Linked DNA regions of Sus scrofa: region 2 is linked to region 1. A link is a contact called in public promoter capture Hi-C data. All regions are on one chromosome and are shown on one strand. The core of a region is the stretch at or near the end of the contact, and the rest is flanking DNA. Distances in the headings are between cores, read along the strand shown.

Evidence for each region. Promoter capture Hi-C pulls out the DNA fragments that hold promoters and counts their contacts.
Region 2: a contact with region 1 is called in a promoter capture Hi-C map of fetal liver, with 5 times the contacts expected there. The contact joins two enhancer-like sites. A contact is called at or near these places in 2 of 5 promoter capture datasets (fetal liver and liver), 13 of 47 Hi-C or Micro-C datasets (alveolar macrophages, blood, brain and 8 more) and 2 of 2 datasets of contacts at active chromatin or transcription factors (alveolar macrophages and skeletal muscle).

Annotation. Positions count from the first base shown.
Region 1 is chr5:78,110,368-78,113,067 of Sscrofa11.1, reverse strand. RAPGEF3 (rap guanine nucleotide exchange factor 3) reads left to right here. Exons shown (of 28, transcript XM_021092600.1): 16 at 178-217. Among named protein-coding and RNA genes, the nearest start is that of ENDOU, 21 kb to the right of the region's middle. Within about 2 kb of position 1,312, at least 13 of the 83 cell types and tissues checked have an H3K27ac peak or open chromatin away from gene starts, as enhancers often do. A contact at or near this core is called in epiblast stem cells and fetal liver, where this site is marked.
Region 2 is chr5:78,198,051-78,200,861 of Sscrofa11.1, reverse strand. No RefSeq gene overlaps it. Among named protein-coding and RNA genes, the nearest start is that of HDAC7, 13 kb to the right of the region's middle. Within about 2 kb of position 1,316, at least 29 of the 83 cell types and tissues checked have an H3K27ac peak or open chromatin away from gene starts, as enhancers often do. A contact at or near this core is called in epiblast stem cells and fetal liver, where this site is marked.

The DNA of each region.
Region 1 (2,700 bases), core at 63-2,562:
TCACCGAATCCAGGGGCCGGGCTTCAAGTTTTGTGCATCTCTGGTGCTACTCGCCCGAGTCTGCAGCCCTCGGAGCCTGGGTGAGGGCAGGTGGAATCCAGAGCTCGAGCCTCTCTTTTTCTGACCCCACGTGTTGTCCTGCCCACGGTCTCATCTCCCTTCTCACTTGCTCCCCAGGTTGGAAAACGGCTGTGGGAACGCATCTCCTCAGATAAAGGTACCTGCCCCGGTGGGCTCCCCTTCCCTCTGCTGGACCCCAGCTTTTCCCTCCTCCTTCGGCAGCCCCCCACCTAGAGGGCTCTGTGTGGGAAGACCCCCTGTGCACAGGCACTCCCTTGGGTCTGGGAGAGGTGTTCCCATCACAGAGTCCTGGCTGCCTGTGGCCCTGGGGCCAGGCCCTGCGGGGAGACACAGAGATCTAAGGTCGCCCCTGCCCCCACCCCACCCCAGGGGCTTTTATTCCACCTGGGAGGTAATTGGAGCTTGTAGTTAGAGCCAGAGAGCAGTTCCTGTCTGGGAGGTGAGGAGTGGTGCTTTGGAGGCGGCCTCTGAAGCCCGGGGGGTCCCTGGGGGGCTGTGCAGGGAGCCCAGAGGAAAGCAGCCCCCTCTAGGGGGGTCGGGGATGAATGCATCCCCTGGAGCCGGGATTGGAGGAATGGTGGGGAAAGAACTGGGAAGGTAGGCTGGCACTGGTTGTGGGGCGTCATGGGTTGGGAATAAAATCCAGATGCGTCACCTGGGCCTGCGGCGCCAGCTGCCTCTTCCTCCCACCCCCTGTCCCAGTCCCCGCTCCTCAAAGTAGTGACGCTCCTTCCTTCCCGGCTCTCCCGCCCTCACCTGCTGGTCCCTCCCGTCTCCCGGTGCGAGCCCCTCCCCCACTGGCTCCCTGCCAGTCGGTCCCGAGACTCTTCCTCCAACCATTCATTCCCCCCTTGGAACTGTTTTCTTTGTTTCTTTGTCTCCTTGCTTATTGTCTGTCAGTAGCTGTACATCCCACTAGAATACCGGCTCCACGGGTGAGGGGGGGGTCTCCCCAGTCAGGGACCAGGGGGGAACCGCCCTTGCAGGTGGGCCGTGCACTCGGTGCCAAGGAGGTGGTCAGGGCCAGGAGAGCCCCCCTGGCCTCGAGGGGCTTGCAGGGAAGTGGGGGACAGACAGAACTGCAGAATGATCTGCTGTCTAAGGACCTGCTGTTCTGGAGGCAGGAAGGGAAGGGCTGACGGGGTCGGGGTTCGGGGTCAGGGAGAGCGTCCTGGGGAAGTAGCCTCTAGGGCTGAGAGGGCAGGGCAGGCGTGAAGGTGGAGGTGCCTGCCCTCTTGAAGGAGCCCTGGAGGAGGGGGGAGGCGGGCAGGGCTGGTGTGTGTGTGTGTGTGTGTGTGTGTGTTGGGGGGCCTGTGGGCCGTGGTCAGGGGCCTGGCCTTTCTCCTTGGAGCAGTGCGAGCCCTTGGAGGTGTTGGAGCCAAGGGTTGACAAGACTGGATTTGTGTTTTGAATAGGTCAGCTGAGGAGCCTGCCCATTATCCGGCAGACAATGACGGCCTTGACGCTGGGATAGGAAGCTTAATCTAGCTCTGGTCAGGCAGATGGGAGTGGGAGGGAGGCCCCAGGAGTGGGGGTGGCGGGGATGAGCTGGGCCAGTGCTGTAGATAAGGGGTGAGGACACACGGGCAGGTGAACCCGGCTTGGCCTGGGCTGGGAGGGGGCACACGGAGACCCCAGAACTTGTGGGGAAGTGGCAGTGGGGGGAGGGGGTGCGGCAGGAGCCCCTAACCCCTGAAAATAGTCTGGGAGGTAGGATGAGGGGATCTGAGGGGTGTGGGGAGTTTGGGGTGTGGGAGTGCAGACACAGGAGGGTCCGAGGGGCATCTGAGGGCAGAGTTTGGAGGAGAATTCATATGGTTTCAAGAATCTTCCATATGCTGGGGTGGGGGAGGGTGCACAAGGCTGGGAGCAGCTCTGAGGGGTGTGCAGACGATTTGGAAATCTAGAGAAGAACCGTGGACCGGGAGCCAAACTGATCTGCCAGCTTCAGAGCTGGGAGGAGGAAGAGGCGGTTCAAGAGTTGGAAGAAGAGCTGGTGGGCAGAGACGCTGTGTGAGAGAGGCCTGGGCCAGCGGGGGCTCCCCATCGGCCCGCCTGGGGGGGGCGGGCTCCGAGGAAGGGTTGTGAGGCGACAGGGCAGCTGACACAGTCAAGTGCAGGTAGACAAGAGCACAGAGAAGGGGAGGAGCGGGTTAGGAATCCAGCCGGGCCGCTTAGCAGCTGTGTTGCTTTAGGTATGTTACTTAACCTCTCTGAGCCTTATTGATCTTGTCTCTAAAATGGGAGTCATAATAGTATTTTGTCAAAGGGCTGTGGTAAATATTTAGATACTTACAATAAGCACGCGCTTAGCCTGGCACGGAGAAAATAGCAAGTGGTAGCAGAAGGAGGAAAAGGGAAGAAAAACTCAGGGTCAGCAGCTGAGCTGTGTTCACATTAGAGCAGCTCTGGACCTAATAGGCTGAGGGGTGACACGCACGTGGAGGGGCGCAGACTGTTCTTAGCTCTGCTCTGTCTCTTGTCCTGGAGCCTTGGTCCCCAGCAGCTTACTTGACACGGGGCAAGCAGAGCCTGGGAGTGGTGTGTATGCTGTGTGGGTCCCGTGCTCCTGGCGACAGGGTCTCTGTCCCTGAGTGCTCTCCTGAGTCCTCTAGGCCT
Region 2 (2,811 bases), core at 67-2,566, 88 kb before region 1:
GAAGGGGTGTATCAAGTATCAAATTCCAAGCTGGATTGTTCTGCAACTTCTGTCTGAGCTGGACTCAGGGAAGAAAGGCACAGCCTCCCAGGTCCTGGTTGTGGAGCGGGGAAGGCCATGGGCACAACTCTGCTGAGGCATCTATACCTTGGTGACAAATGGAGAAGGCACATAATGCCCAGCCTGGTGTCCCTTCTTTAGCTCCACAGGCCTTCCCACAGCCCTCATCACTTGTACTCAGAATCCTACATGGGGGAAAGGCCTGTAGGGCCCTGACCCCACTCCATGTAATTACACATCCTGTGAACATCTGTGGCCGCCAGCACCAGGCCAGGGCGAGGCCAGGCAAGGGCAGGGGCCCCAACTGTGTCTGAGCCTGGCTCTTGTTTCTCCATTTGCCTACCAGACCGGCCAGGTAGAGCAAGCAGCCCAACAGAAAGGCCTGGGCCGCAAAGGCCCGCCCCCACCTGTGTGTGCAGGACCAGGTTGGAGGGACAGGGAAGCCCCTCCCCCGGTGTCCCAGGTGTCTCCTCCAGCCCCACCCCCAGTTCCACTGATTTAAATTTCTTCTCCTCTCCTGCTCTGGAGCCCCAGGGGAAGGGCAGGGAGGGGAGGGTGGAACAGCCTGGGGTGATAAAGTGGGGATGGGGAGAAGTGATAAAGGGGGTGGGAGAGAAGCCGGCCCCACTTCCTCTCCGATAGGGACCCCGCCCCAAGGGGCTCCTGCCTTCTGCTGTGTTTACAGGAAGGCCTTGAGGTGGAGGAGTGGATGGGAGGGGAGCCGAAGGGGGCAGGATATGGGTGGCCTTGGAAGAGGACCGTTCAGGTCGTCGTTGGTTTGCTTGGTGGTTGTTTCTCTGAGATGCTCACCAGGGGCCTGCCCCCACCGCAGGCCAGCAGCCCCTCTCCACGCTGGCCCAGCCCCTCTCCACGCTGCTCCTGACCTTGAGGGAAGCAGCCAAGAAGGTGAAGGAGAGCAAGCCGTCCCAAATCCTGACAGTGCATCTCACCAGCTGTGCAACTTGGGGTCAATGCCCTGAGCCCTCTGAGCCCGAGTCCCCCGGTCCCCCCCTCCAGGAAGGGTGACAGGGTCTCTGTGAAGGTAACAGGAAGGTAACACCTAAGCCAGCAGGTGAGAGCAGCAGAGGCAGCCTTGAGGGGGAGCAGGATTTGAACTCCCGGCGGCGGGACTGCTGGCAGCCTGCTCTGTCTCTGTGCTGCCGAGTGACGATAACAGTCGATAACAGTCGTACCTACTTCACAGGCGTCTTGAGAACCAAGTGAGCACATGATGGCCTTAAGACTTGTGCCTGGCACGCAGAAAGTGCCTGGTGACTCTTAGCTCCATTGTTAGAAGTGTCATCACCCTCTTTGGGTTCCTCTCTCCACCCCCACGCACACACATCCGGACTCAGGACAGGAGGGGGAACCAGTCAGGACTCACAGGTGGAACCTTTTTGTGCAGGACCCCAACGGTGCTCCCAGCCCTGCTCAAACCACCCAAGGAGAGGGAGGGCTGGCCCCCACCCCACCGGGGGCACCCCGGTCCCCCGGCCAGGGCTCTGCTCCGCCCCATTATCTCCTCCTGCAAAGCCGCCTCCACCCGTCAACCCCCAACCGAGATTACAGACCCTCAACTGTCTCCAACTGCCCTGATTCCGACCAGGCTGGACCCTCGCCCCCTCCACACACTCCTGTCTGCCCCACCTCTGTCCCCCTGGGGGCGGGGAGGCTGCCTGCTTCTCTGGCAGCTGGGGACATGGGGACCAGGATGGGGGAGCCGCCGGGAGGACACGGCCCCCACCGCGCGGCTGACGGAAAGCTGGTCTCTGGGGGGAGCCATCTGGGGGCCCCCTCGGCGTGCCTCTGCCCTTCTTGTTTCAGGCTCTCCGCGTCTGCAGTTTCTGCCTCCCTCCGTCTCCGTCTCGGGCTGCGCTTCCCCGCCCCCACCCCAGCCAGCACACCTGGCTGCTCACATCAGATAACCCGACCACAGCAGCTCCCCTCGCCCAGCCCGCGCGGCAGCCCCCTCCTCGCCCCCTGCCCTCTTCCTCCCCTGCCTCCCCCGCCTCGTCGAGACCTCCCTGGGGAGGTCTGGGGAGGGGCCCCCAAAGCCGAAAGCTTTACTGGGTCATGAGGGTGTGAGAAGGCTGCTCTTCCCATCCCCCAACACACACACACACACACACACACACACACACACAGTGGAAATTCTATACCCCTGTGGAAACGGAACGAGGGGGAGGGAGCCAGGGACCAGCCTTCAGGTACCAGGAAGATCCAGCCTGAGGAAGGAGGGGGTCCCAAAACGGGCTTCCAGAGCTCCCTGCTCCTGGGCACAGAGGAGCTTCTTCCCGTTTCCCGCCTGTGTGAGGTCATCTGGCATCAGCGGTGCCCGCCCCAGGCCCGGGTCTGGGCTGGGGAAGTGGATGGACAGGGGCCGGGCCACTTGCTGTCTCAGCCCCTGCCTCCCACTCCCCAGAAAAGTCCCAGTTAGGGAAGAGCTGGGGGTGGAGGCGCTTTCAGAGGAAGCGGTGCTGAGACTGGGGGATGCCAGTTTGGGGGGCGAGAGCTGGGCAAGAAGTTGTGGGAAGGGGAGGGGTGGGGCACAGGAGGGGGTGGGACAGGGACTGGTGGGTGTCTGGGAGCTGAGGCTGGAGGTTTTAATGCCTCTTGACAACAGATGAATCATAGGCAAATTATGTGGAAATGATGGCATAAATAAAGATATGTTATTTCAAGGCCCCAGCGTGTCGTTGTCGGAAGAGAGCTGAGGGGGGAGGGGCAGGAGGCTGCCCGGCCGGATGGTGC